Linked DNA regions of Sus scrofa: regions 1, 3 and 4 are each linked to region 2. A link is a contact called in public Hi-C and HiChIP or PLAC-seq data. All regions are on one chromosome and are shown on one strand. The core of a region is the stretch at or near the end of the contact, and the rest is flanking DNA. Distances in the headings are between cores, read along the strand shown.

Region 1 (3,032 bases), core at 485-2,984, 43 kb before region 2:
CAGAACTCTAAAAACAGCTGTGGGCCATCCCTAAGACCCACATCAGCTGGAGCAGCTGGACCCTGAGGCTGGCTTGAAAAATGAATGGTAAAAAAATAACAACAATACTTTTGCCATTTACTATGAGCTTGCCTCTATTCTAAGCGATTTATGGATATTAACACTTTTTTCTTTTTCTTTTTTAGGGCTGCACCTGCAGCGTATGGAAGTTCCCAGGCTAGGGGTTGAATTGGAGCTTCAGCTGCTGGCCCACACCACAGCTGCAGCAACACTGGATCCAAGCCACATCTGTGACCTACACCACAGCTTGTGACAACACTGGATCCTTTAATCCACTGAGCGAGGCCAGTGATGGAACCTGAATCCTCATGGATACTGGTCGGGTTCTTAACAAGCTGAGCCACAACAGGAACTCCCAGTTGGGTGTTAACTTAAAAAACAAAAAAACAAAAACAAAAACACCTAGGTAAACTCTTTGAAGTAGATTTTCTTATTATTCTTTCCCCCATTGTGCAGATGGAGAGACTGAGACACAGAGATTAATGACCCACCCAAGGTCAAACATGGGCAGAAGCAGGATATGAACCTAGGCAGCTTCGCCAGTGTTTCTGCATTGGCCATTCCACTTGACAGCTTTCTATAAACAGCCCTCCACTCCCTGAGAGGGGTCGGGAGCAGGAGGGGGTCGCACACACAGCTGCACTCATGCCTGTCCTCTGCGTGTGTCCCTGATGAGAAGAAAAGGCCCAAACTCCCGCGGCTGCAGCGGCTGCGGCCTCACTCGAGTGGGGGCGTGCAACTGCCCTCCCCTCGCCTCCGCTCCCTGCCCGAGCTGTCACTGCGAGATTCGGATTCTCTGCCTGAGACCCCCTTATTAGGCCGTCAGAGTCGACGCCATACGCTCCCACTCCCGCCCCAGGGACTATTTTGGGACTCGGAGCTGTGATCATGAAACCTGAGGGGTGAGGGACACGGCGGGCAGTGAGTATCCCGGTCCTGGGGAGGGGCGTCTTCCCAGATTAAGGCTCTGGGTGGTGGCACTCCTTAATGTCGGGGAAGGACTCTCAGACCCCTGAGATGGGGATGGAGGCTGAGGAGGTACTGAGGAGGTTTTACTGAGGTCAGCGCCCCCTCACCCCCCTGTCCCCTCAGGACGGCCTCACAGAGACAGAGCAGTTTCCTACAGGAAACGCCGCCGGGCGGTTCCATCCGCTACCCATTGTCTGCTGGCCCGGGGGCCGTCCGTCCCCCCCCCACCACCGTTTCCGAATCTCTCCTCCCCCCGCCCCACTCTGAGGTCCAGCGCTAGGGTATGGACCCAGGTCCCCAAGCTGTCTGGCAGCGATTCTCGGAAAGGGTCCCGTAGTCGGTTGGGGCGCTAGGGGGCGAACAAGCCCCCCCACTTCGATCCTGAAGGGCGGGAGGAAGGAGACCTCCCGAATCCAGAGCACTACCCCCCGACTCTGCTTGCTGCCCACCTGGGGTTCCCAGTGTGGGAGGGGTCCCAGCCAGAGGACACGGCGTCCGCCCCTTCGCAGCGCGCTGAGCCCGCAGAGGGGCTGGAAGCGCAAAACCCCATCCCGTGCGTACCCTGATCCCCGCCCAGGACCCCCATCAGCGCCGCGCAAGCTGGTGCTTTACCTGAAGCCGCAGCCCCCGCCGCGCCCGCACCCGAACCCGCCCCCTCGAAGCTCGGGTACCGGTTATCAAGGCCTTGACCCTAACTGACGGCCACATCAGCCAACCAGCATCCGACGCTCTCTGAGCTCTCCAATGGTGAGGCAGGGTGGGCCGCGCTGGCCGAGAACCGAGAGTGTGGGGCGTGGTTAGGGGCGGAACCTAGAGTGGGTGTCCCTGAGGGCTGACTGGTCAGGAGTAGGAAGCCCAGCCTGCAAGTGCTGCCCAGCGCAGGGTTAAAGGGTTTGGATTTGATCCACAGGGGACGGTGAGCCATGGGAAGACGCTAAGCAGTAGCGTTACTCGGTGGGATTTGTGTATTTGGAAGATCCTTTGGGTGGAAGCTGAAAGGACTGATGTTCATGTCTGTCTGCGTGAGATACCTTGACCATGGATCTTTCCTACCGCAGGGACTTTGCACATGCTGTTCATATTCCTGAACTGTTCTTCCCTGCACCTGTTCATTTGGCCACCTTCTCCTACCTTTGGGGGCTCAACCTGTGCGTTCCTGTCCCCTAAAGGCCTAACACGGATATTTTCCTGTCACTATCTTTCCAGTGACTCTGTTTTATGAACCTAATAGCTTTTTTCACTATCTGGGGGGTGGGGGAGAATCTAGGAGCACCCTGGTGGCCTAGCTGGTTAAGGATCCAGCATTGTCCCTGCTCTGGCACAGGTTCCATCTCTGGCCAAGAACTCCACACTTCCAAAAAAAAAAAAAAAATCTTGTTTGCCATCTGTTTCCCCATAAGGACAGAAAACTGGTTTGTTTTGATCGTTGCCTTATCCAGTGCCCTGGGCACACAGTAGGTACTTAATAAATGTTTGTTGAAAGAATGATTTGAAATTACATTGACCTCTTTAACCCATTTGGAACATATTATGATCTAAAGTGATTCTACAGATTGTTTTCTTTTTCAGATGCATTTAGCATTTATTGAGCACCTACTGTGTGCCCAGCACTGTTCAGGTCTTTGAGGGGGACATAAGCCCTGTCATCTGGGGCCTCACAGCTGAGAGGAGACAGACTTTCAATTTACGGTTTATATTAAGTGGTGACAGGGGTGAGATGAAATCAATGTGAGGAGAAAAGGGGGCAAATCACTGACCTGGAGGGTCAGGAAGGCAACCTGCAGGGTTGACACTTAAGGAAAGGTGCAAAGGGGAATTTCCATTGTGGCTGAGCGGGTTAAGAACCCAACATACTTCTGTGAGGATGCAGGTTCAATCCCTGGCCTCACTCAGTGGGACGTTGCCATGAGTTTTGGAGTAGGTTGCAGATGCTGATCCAGTTCAACCCTTACGGAACTTCCATATGCCACATGTGTGGCCTTAAAAAAAAGAAAAAAAAATGT
Region 2 (2,918 bases), core at 85-2,584:
CATGAGCCCCACTCTGACATTATCATTAATCATTTATTGAGCACTGTGGACACAACACCGACTGCCACAGACACAGCCCCTGCCTTCACTGGGCTGATGTTCTGTTGGTGAGGAACAGAAACTAAATAAACTACTGGACTGTGAAAATTTTATTTTTATCTTTTGCTTTCTAGGGCTGAACCCAGAGCACATGGAAGTTCCCAGGCTAGGGGGGAATCCCAGCTACAGCTGCCAGCCTATGCCACAGCCACAGCAAAGCCAGATCCAAGCCACATCTGCGACCTACACCACAGCTCACGACAACACCAGATCCTTAACCCACTGAGCAAGGCCAGGGACTGAACCAGCATCCTCATGGATACTGGTTGGGTTTTCCTCTGCACCACAATGGGAACTCCTAGATTGTGAAAATTTTAAAAAGGAAACCTCAGCTAAAATTGGAGTCAGGAAAGGCTTTCAGAGGGAGCTCTTACGCCCAACCACTCCTCAAAGACCCCAATCAGGAAGACATCAGTTACAGACCCCAATCACAAGAGACTTACCTTGCACTCCCAAACAGACACTGCAACTACTTCATTAAAGGAGAAAAGATTTTCTTCCCTCCCAGCAACAAGCCCAGCCAATGAAGACACCACAGCTTAGCCAATGAGATGCTGTCCTTACCTGAACGCTTACTTTCCTCCAAACGAACTTTTGTTTTTTTCTCTCGTCATGACTTCTTTGTCTCACCCTCCTTCCTATAAACGTCTTCCATTTTGAGCAACCTTTCGGACTATCTCTGCTTAACAGATGAGATGCTACTTGACTCACGAATTTTTTAATAAAGGCTATTAGATCGTCAAATGTACTCACCTGAATTTTGCTTTTTAACAGGGCGGAGAAAGAAATACTTCGTCAAGTAGGGATAAATCCTTGGGGGCGAGGGGGTTGTGGAATAAAACAACATAAGGGGACAGAGAAGGAATGACACGAAGGATTTATAAATATTTGTTAAACAAAGACTTAATGACAGACTGTGGATGGTTGTTTTAGTAGGTATTTAAGTAAATGGTCTAATCATACTCCAAATATTCCATAAGGTGAGTTTCTTCCGTTATACAAAGGGAGGAAGCTGAGGCAGGGGTATCTTAACGAGTCACCAATGCAGGGATAGAAACTGCAATCCAGAGAGAGGGGATCTCCCTCTAAGCTGAAAAGGTCCCCAAGCAGACGCCCCCCCGGAAAAGGCCATTTATGGGGCAAGCGGTGGGGGGAGCGTCCAGAAGAGCCGCGCGCATTGACCTATGACGTCATTGGGACGTTAAATAGCGTAACACTACCTGGACGTAGCCCCATTTCCCTTCCCGGACAGGTCCTCTGGTGGTCCGGAGCTGTCTGATTCAAACCTCTCATTGGCTACTCGCTCCGTCAATCCGTTTCATCTTATGGTCTTCCGACCCGCCTTCCAGATCTAGCCTTTGATAGGCTGAAGAGGCCGTCACTTCAGAAAGGTCCGCATTCCTTCCGCCTTTCTCCAGGAGACCGAGGGCGAAAAAGGTGGATCTCCGACGGTGCCCACCCCGGGGGCTCTGCTTAAGCCTCTTATTGGCTACTCTGGGTGCCGGTCGCTACGCCATCCACCGCTGATTGGGCATCCGGCCGCCGCTCTGCGCGGCGCCGGCTCCGCCCCCGTCGGGTGTTTGTGGTGGGGCTGCGGAGTCGCCGATCCCGCCGGAAGCGCCAGGACAATGGGGACCCGGGACGACGAGTACGACTACCTATTCAAAGGTGCGGCCGGTGGGGCACAGACGGGCTATGAGCGGCAGCGAAGCGGTGGGCAGGCGCCGAGGCTGCACTCCAGGCCTCTGGCCCCAGACTGGAGCCAGAGGGTTGGCGCCCGGCAGGCTAGGCAGCCAGGAAAGCCACTGCGGGTCGGGCATGATCAAGTTTAGGCCAGGGTTTGCGGCCCCGCGAGGCAGGCTGCCCAGAGAGGCTTGGGGGCCCTGGATGCACCGAGGCGGGGCCAGGGCCCAGAGGGGGTGGGGCCGGGGGCGGTGGGACAGGCCGTTAGAGGCGGGGCCTTCAGAGGGGGCGGGGTCGTCCCAGCGTTTGGCGGGCCGGGCTAGGTGGAAAGCGCCCTTAGCGGTGGGGGCGGGGCCTTTAGAGGCGGGGCTGGGATGTGGTGGGCGTGTCCAAGAAGTAGGCTGGGCTGCACGGGTGGGGGCGGTGCTCGCACGGAGTGGCAGGGGAGAGCCTTGATTGGTGGCAGTGCGTCTGGGGGCGGAGCCCTGGAAGGGAGGGGCGGACAATGGGGGTTGAGGTGTTGAATGGAGCCTGGTTTGGAGTGCGGGAGTCTGGATTGAGAGGAGTACCTGCGTTTGGGGGTTGTGGGGGTCGGAGGTGGGGGGGGATACTAAGTGTGCTGGACCCAGGCCTGGTGCTTAACAGCAACAATTATCTCTTAACTTTTAGAACTATAATAGCACCATCCAAGTACCTGCACTTTTCTAAGCACTTTATACACATGAATTCATTGAAACCCTCACCACAGCCAATGAGGTCAGTATTTTCCATCCTGTCTCTTTATGGACCTGGATACTAAGGCGCAGTTAATAAGTGTTGGAGCAGGATTTGAACCCAGGCCACATAGGGAGTGTATCTGAGGGAGCCCGTGACCAAGATCTGGGACTGGGCTTGTCAGACCACCTCCTCCAAACTGCTGGAGGATCTTCTCTGACCCTGGGGGACAGAGGGCTCTAGAAGCTTCAAGTAACCCCTGGGCAGGGCAGGGCAGGCAGCCAACAGCGGACTGGCTCAGGAGTCACTGACTTTCTAGTGCCTTCTGTGCCAACCTAGGCTTTGGCCAGGTCTTGTGCTGGGCTGTCTGGCTGACGCTGGCCACCCTTGAGAACTAATCTCTGGGCCCACACAGGACACCC
Region 3 (2,700 bases), core at 150-2,649, 59 kb before region 2:
TTTTTTAACTATCCTTCGGCATTTCTGGTGGCTCAAATGTCAACACCTGAGACCTTTCCTGACCACCTGACCTGAGGTAGCTACCACTCACCTTATTCATTTTGTCTTGTCTTCAGAGCATTCTAGAAAACTGTTTTGTTTTTGTTTTAACTTGGTGTGTTTATTTCCCTATGTTGTTTCTCCCTCTCCCTAGGATATGAGCTCCATGAAAGAAACCAGAAGAGCTTTTCTTGTTCACACTGATCTCCCCAAGGGCTGAGATTTGTAAATGCGGGTCTTGTAAATGTCAAGTAATTTTTGGACTCAAAATCAAAAGAGTTTCAAATCCAGACATTTCTAGGTTCTAATCCCCACTGTAACTTTCTGGTTTTCGAGTGATTTTAAGCTAATGACTTAGTCCCTCCTAGACGCGAACATTTTCATCTGTAGCTTGGGGATGTTAACACCAAATAGCAGGACCACACTGAGGACTGCAAATCTCACTGATAATTCCTACTCAGAATCCACGCCCATTCTGGGTATTCCAAGAGCGGCATTCTCTGACATAGTCCAGCAAGATTAAAGGCACATCTCTCCTTCCATGAGCCGGCTATGGAGCTGGAGGCAGGATTTAGGCCCAGCGTTTCAGCGTCTAAAAGAACACGGGTTTTGTTTTTGATGGAGGAACGACAGGATTGGAGTCTGGGCAGCGAGCGGGGCTTGCTCACCGCTTGGAGATCTCCTGGTAACGCAGCTGCAGCTTCGCCTGTAAGTCTCGCTGTGGGAGAAAGAGAGGAAGCATATCAGCCTGCAGGGTACCCTAGAAAAGGAGAAGGCCGGCGAACAGGGGCAAGTCTAGAGCTGGACAAATAAAGGGAAGGCGGAAGATGGGCATTTGGCGACAAGGATGTGGGCCCTGAAAGTAAAGAGAAAAGGGGGAGCCGGGACCACAAGATCCAAGGCTAAAAAAATATAAGCCTAGGGAGGTCGCAGGAGTGAGTGAGATCCCAGCCAAGAGAAGGCCAAGGGCTGGGGGTGGAGGTGGGTGTGCCCCGACTGAGGGCGTCACGCGTTAGGGGTTCCGGGCTGAGCGAGGGGTCCCGGCTTAGAGGAAACTCGGCACTAAATAGCCTCAGTCCCAGAGGTACTAGGAAAGAGGTGAGTAGCGAGAGCGGATCCAGGGCGCACGGAACCCACAGCCCCCCAGGGCAGCCACTCCCGCCCCGCGCACCCCGGATGCCCAGTTCCGCAGCAGCTGGATGACACGAGTAGCGGACGCCATCTTCCACCCGCGCTGAAGGGCGCCGGTGACGTCTCTACGCTAGGACTGCTGGGAACATGGCGTATGGCCTCGCGATAGCGAGAGTGGGCGGGGCCTTGACGTCCTATAAAAGTTCTTCCCGAGGCACGTGACTCCTCTCCGCCAGACCACCGCCGCGCCGCCATCATGGACACGAGCCGTGTGCAGCCCATCAAGCTCGCCAGGGTGAGGGGGTGCACGGATTTGGGGGCCTGGGTAAGGGAGTAGGGGAACTGGGTGGGCCAGATCTGATCCCAGCCTCTCCGCAGGTTACCAAGGTTCTGGGCAGGACAGGTTCGCAGGGACAGTGCACGCAGGTGAGCGGGGGAGACGGCAGGGCGGGGGTGGGGTGGGGGGCTGGAATCTGAGCCTCGGATGGTTACTCCTGTGCCCCAGGTTCTGTACCCTGGTATCTGAGAACTATACGTACCCTTTTCCCCATGGCTCACAGAGGCTCCGAGTCTTCACCCTGTTTATTGGATCTGGGCTCCGTCAATCTCATTCCTAGGGCCCTGACGTACTGGTTCAATCTATCCCAACTACCACTGTGGCTCCATTTCCTAATGCTTGCGTTCCCATCCGCGGTCCAAGAACGTTAGTTGTTCCTCCTGGTTGTTTCTGGCTCTTGAGAGCTGTTCATTGCACGTCTCGGTTTCTCTTCTGGCCGGTCCGTGCTTCCAAGCCTCAGTCTCCTTTTTAAGAGTCTCTAGGCAGACACGTTTTCTGAATCCAAATCGGCTGCTTATCCCACAGTGCTTATTCGTGGCTAACCCTGACTTCTGGTCTCCCCGTGCCCTGTAGGTGCGGGTAGAATTCATGGACGATACGAGTCGTTCCATCATCCGAAACGTGAAAGGCCCTGTTCGTGAGGGTGATGTGCTCACCCTTTTGGAGTCAGAGCGAGAGGCTCGGAGGCTGCGCTGAAGTTGTGGCTGGTGAGTGCAGGTGGGAAGCAGCAGGTCCCTGGTAGACTATTGTCTGGTGGGAGGGAGGTTTGGCCAAGCCCATGGATGAGGGCCTCTTGGTGGTGGGGTGTGTAAAAAGGGTCAGCTGAGATTTGGGGCGGGGGAGGGGGGGTTGCTGTCAGCATCTCACACGGACTTTGTTTACAGGGTCCTGGATATCTGGATCGACCATTTGGCCCATCATGATCTGCCGTTAATAAAGTGTTTATATTGTATGTAAATTTGGGGTTTTGTCTGGGTTGTCACTGGGCATATAAAACTCTTGTGGGTCCCAGAAGTGGTCACTGGCCCACTGCACTCTGGAAGGGGGATGTCTTCCCTGACAAGGTGTTGTCTTTTGAGGAGGGAGAACCATGTGTCTGTATCTCCAAAACAAGACAAGCTGCATTAGGAATGTTTTATTAGGGAAGAAGGCTGGAGGAGTGGGTGGACTAGGGGCTCTGTCACTCCTCAGCT
Region 4 (2,882 bases), core at 245-2,744, 37 kb after region 2:
GAGATCCCAGTGGGGCCATGGGAAAAGGGTTGGTAAGAACAGAGGATTTTAGGATTGTGATGATCATTGTACAGCTATAGATGTAATAAATTCATTGAGCAATAAAAAAAAAAATAAAGTACCTAGGGGGGAAAAAAAAGGAACAGAGGATTTTAGTAGATCAGAGATTTTAGGAGGGGAGGGGCTTGCAAAGGGCAATCTTGAAGGAAACCTGTGAGTCTGAAGAGTTTGGGAAGTCTGTGGGAACGGGAGCTGAAAGGAGAGGGTGGGGCCTAGCCTCCGGATCAGGCTGGGCTACTGGGTTTATTCTCTGGGACTGAAGTTCTTAATCCACTCAGAATACCAGCCCAAATTAAGCGTTTTATTTGGAGGAGGATGCGGCAGGTGGGATAGTCCCCCAGAGTGGAAGGAAATGTAGTTATTCAGTGAGAGGGAGAGGAAAACAAAACAAAACATCTCTTCCTTTTTTTTTTTTTTTTTTTTGCCTTTTTGTTATTTCTTGGGCCGCTCCCGCGGCATATGGAGGTTCCCAGGCTAGGGGTCGAATCGGAGCTGTAGCCACCAGCCTACGCCAGAGCCACAGCAACGCGGGATCCGAGCCGCGTCTGCAACCTACACCACAGCTCACGGCAACGCCGGATCGTTAACCCACTGAGCAAGTGCAGGGACCGAACCCGCAATCTCATGGTTCCTAGTCGGATTCGTTAACAACTGCGCCACGACGGGAACTCCACATCTCTTCCTTTGTGAGCTTAGAGTTTGGTGGTTAGGTGGGAACTCATGCAAGATCCAGTAAAGCATTTCAAAGTTCCAGATAGGGGTGGCTTCTGGGGAAGGGAGACAGAGGGACCCAAGATCAGGCAGCAAGGACCCCACCATTTCTTCCATTATGTGATCTCTATCACGTTTGGCTTCTTGCTTTTTCATTCACTCAGGAAACGTGCATAAGCACATACTAAGTCTCCAGTCATGCGTTTGGCTTGTAATGGATGGGTTCGGTGAGAGGGACTTAGTCCATGGGCTCTGCATCCAGGAGTTCTTAGAGCGGTGGGGAGATAGGTCGGATAGAGCCCAGGTATTCTTGGTGCAGGATACTTGCTTAGAGAGAGCATTTTGCACATCTGTCCTACTGCCTGGCCCTTCAGTGTCCTACCCTTGCCTGGCTAACTCGCTTATAGCCTAGTATAGTATTTCGCTGCCCTTCTGCCCCAGCTCTGTTTGCAGATACCTTGGAGTTACTGGGTCCGGGTAGGGGAATGGAAGGATGCCTCCCCTGCCAGACCTCGAGAGCGGATGGTGAATCCAGGAGGTGCCAAACGCGAGAATGAATTAACAGCTGATGGTCTGCGCCTGCGCGCGGCGGGGGGCGTGGCCCGGGGCGTGAGGGAAAGAGGCCGGAGGCCGCCGCGGCGCGCGCAGGCGTTACTGGTCGCGCCGGGTCATGTGAGCGCGCAGGCGCAGCGCCGCGCAGCCCGCTCGCTCACACAAAGCCCAGACGCGAAGAAAATGGCGGCAGGGGTCGAAGCGGCGGCCGAGGTGGCGGCGACAGAGCCTAAAATGGAGGAGGAGAGCGGCGCGCCCGGCGTGCCGACCGGCAACGGAGCTCCAGGCCCGAAAGGGTGAGTATCCTATGGCTTCTCTCAGGCCGGGCACTTTCACGGCGGTCGGCGGCAGCTCCGTTAGGTCTGTTGGCGGCCTTCTCCAGGCGCGGCTTTGGCCGAGCCTTCCCGGCAGGGTCTGCCGAGAATAGGGGCGTCAAAGACTGTGAGAGGTGAAGCTGGGCGGCCCCGGGAGCGTCTTCAGGACCGCTCCCTCCTCCCATGCTTCGGCTCTCAACTTCTCCGGTCCCTCTAGGCCGGATCCGACGCCGACGCCGAGGCCTCAGGCCCAGACTCTGCGTGCGGGGATAATGGCGCGCGGGCGCAGAAGCCGACCAGTCTGAGAGCCCGCGACCCGCTGGCCTATCGGATGACCTTGGGCGCGTGGTTTCGCATCCCTTCCCTATCGCCCGGGGTCTCAGTTTCTCGATCCGTAAAGTGGGGGGAGGGGAGGGGAGGGAGTGCGCACGCAGGGCTTTGCGCGCGGTCAGTCTGGGTAAACGGTAGCAGAGGCGGGTAGGTACCGGGAAGGACCGCGAGGCCGGCTCGGGGCACCTCCTCCCCGCGCCTTCCCCTCCCCCCCCTCCCGCCCCCGCCTCGCGGGAAATGCCTCGGTCGGAACCGCCCCTTGCCCGACGCTCAGGCGCAGGCTCAGGTCCCTCACCTCCTTCCCAGGTGCGCAGTAGGTATTTGTGAAGAGATCGAACCGTTTGTTCTTCAGTGTTCAGCCGTAAAAACAAAGTGTAGGGAATAAAAGGGAAACATCCTCTTCCGTGTTCCAGAAGGTTTTCCATCATTAGGCGGATTCACCCAATCCAAACTCCGTCACCTTTTCGAGTCCTGTTTGAGGCTCTTTCTTGGGTCCTTGGTATTTAAGGTTTTCTTAACACTTTAAAGTAACGTCCTGTGTTCTCGTGAACCCCACTCATTGTGATTACAGCCTCTGAAAAATGCGGAGAGACTTTTTGGCCCCGACCAGCAGCTGTGGGGGGAGGAGAGGGGAAGCCTGGGTGCGCATTTGATTTCCCATGGACGTTAAAAAAAATTATTGGGGGGTGGGAATTGTAACAACCGAAGATGTTTACAATTTTAATCATTTTCAAGTGTACAATTTTAATCATTTTCAAGTGTACGATTCAGTGGCATCAAGTGTGTTGGCGGTATTGTGCAGCTATCACCAGTGTCCATGTCCACAACTTTTTCATCATCCCAAACAAACTGTAGCCATTAAACAATAACTTCCCATCTCCCTCTCTTCCTGGTTACCTGTGTTAGGCGTTCTGT

The links. Hi-C and Micro-C count contacts between places; a contact is called where the count stands out from the background. HiChIP or PLAC-seq counts read pairs in DNA pulled down with a chosen protein or histone mark.
Region 1: a contact with region 2 is called in a Hi-C map of retroperitoneal adipose tissue, with 2.1 times the contacts expected there. The contact joins the promoter of KANK3 here to the promoter of RAB11B in region 2. A contact is called at or near these places in 2 of 5 promoter capture datasets (both in liver), 29 of 47 Hi-C or Micro-C datasets (adipose tissue, alveolar macrophages, blood and 16 more) and 2 of 2 datasets of contacts at active chromatin or transcription factors (alveolar macrophages and skeletal muscle).
Region 3: a contact with region 2 is called in an H3K27ac HiChIP or PLAC-seq map of skeletal muscle. The contact joins the promoter of RPS28 here to the promoter of RAB11B in region 2. A contact is called at or near these places in 4 of 47 Hi-C or Micro-C datasets (heart right ventricle, liver and skeletal muscle) and 2 of 2 datasets of contacts at active chromatin or transcription factors (alveolar macrophages and skeletal muscle).
Region 4: a Hi-C map of skeletal muscle shows a contact between it and region 2, with 2.0 times the contacts expected there. The contact joins the promoter of HNRNPM here to the promoter of RAB11B in region 2. A contact is called at or near these places in 3 of 47 Hi-C or Micro-C datasets (embryonic fibroblasts, epiblast stem cells and skeletal muscle).

The regions. Positions count from the first base shown.
Region 1 is chr2:70,937,434-70,940,465 of Sscrofa11.1, reverse strand. It overlaps KANK3 (KN motif and ankyrin repeat domain-containing protein 3), which reads right to left and starts at 1,734. Exons shown (of 11, transcript XM_003123162.4): 1 at 1,642-1,734.
Region 2 is chr2:70,894,585-70,897,502 of Sscrofa11.1, reverse strand. It overlaps RAB11B (RAB11B, member RAS oncogene family), which reads left to right and starts at 1,334. Exons shown (of 5, transcript NM_001244875.1): 1 at 1,334-1,767. The coding sequence starts at 1,728.
Region 3 is chr2:70,953,471-70,956,170 of Sscrofa11.1, reverse strand. RPS28 (ribosomal protein S28) reads left to right here and starts at 1,399. Exons shown (of 4, transcript NM_001001587.1): 1 at 1,399-1,465; 2 at 1,549-1,596; 3 at 2,081-2,214; 4 at 2,392-2,462. The coding sequence starts at 1,427. The coding sequence ends at 2,203. It overlaps KANK3 (KN motif and ankyrin repeat domain-containing protein 3), which reads right to left. Exons shown (of 11, transcript XM_003123162.4): 11 at 2,628-2,700. It overlaps NDUFA7 (NADH dehydrogenase [ubiquinone] 1 alpha subcomplex subunit 7), which reads right to left and starts at 1,327. Exons shown (of 4, transcript XM_003123185.5): 1 at 1,211-1,327; 2 at 708-757. The coding sequence starts at 1,261.
Region 4 is chr2:70,857,396-70,860,277 of Sscrofa11.1, reverse strand. It overlaps HNRNPM (heterogeneous nuclear ribonucleoprotein M), which reads left to right and starts at 1,494. Exons shown (of 17, transcript NM_001244930.1): 1 at 1,494-1,619. The coding sequence starts at 1,507.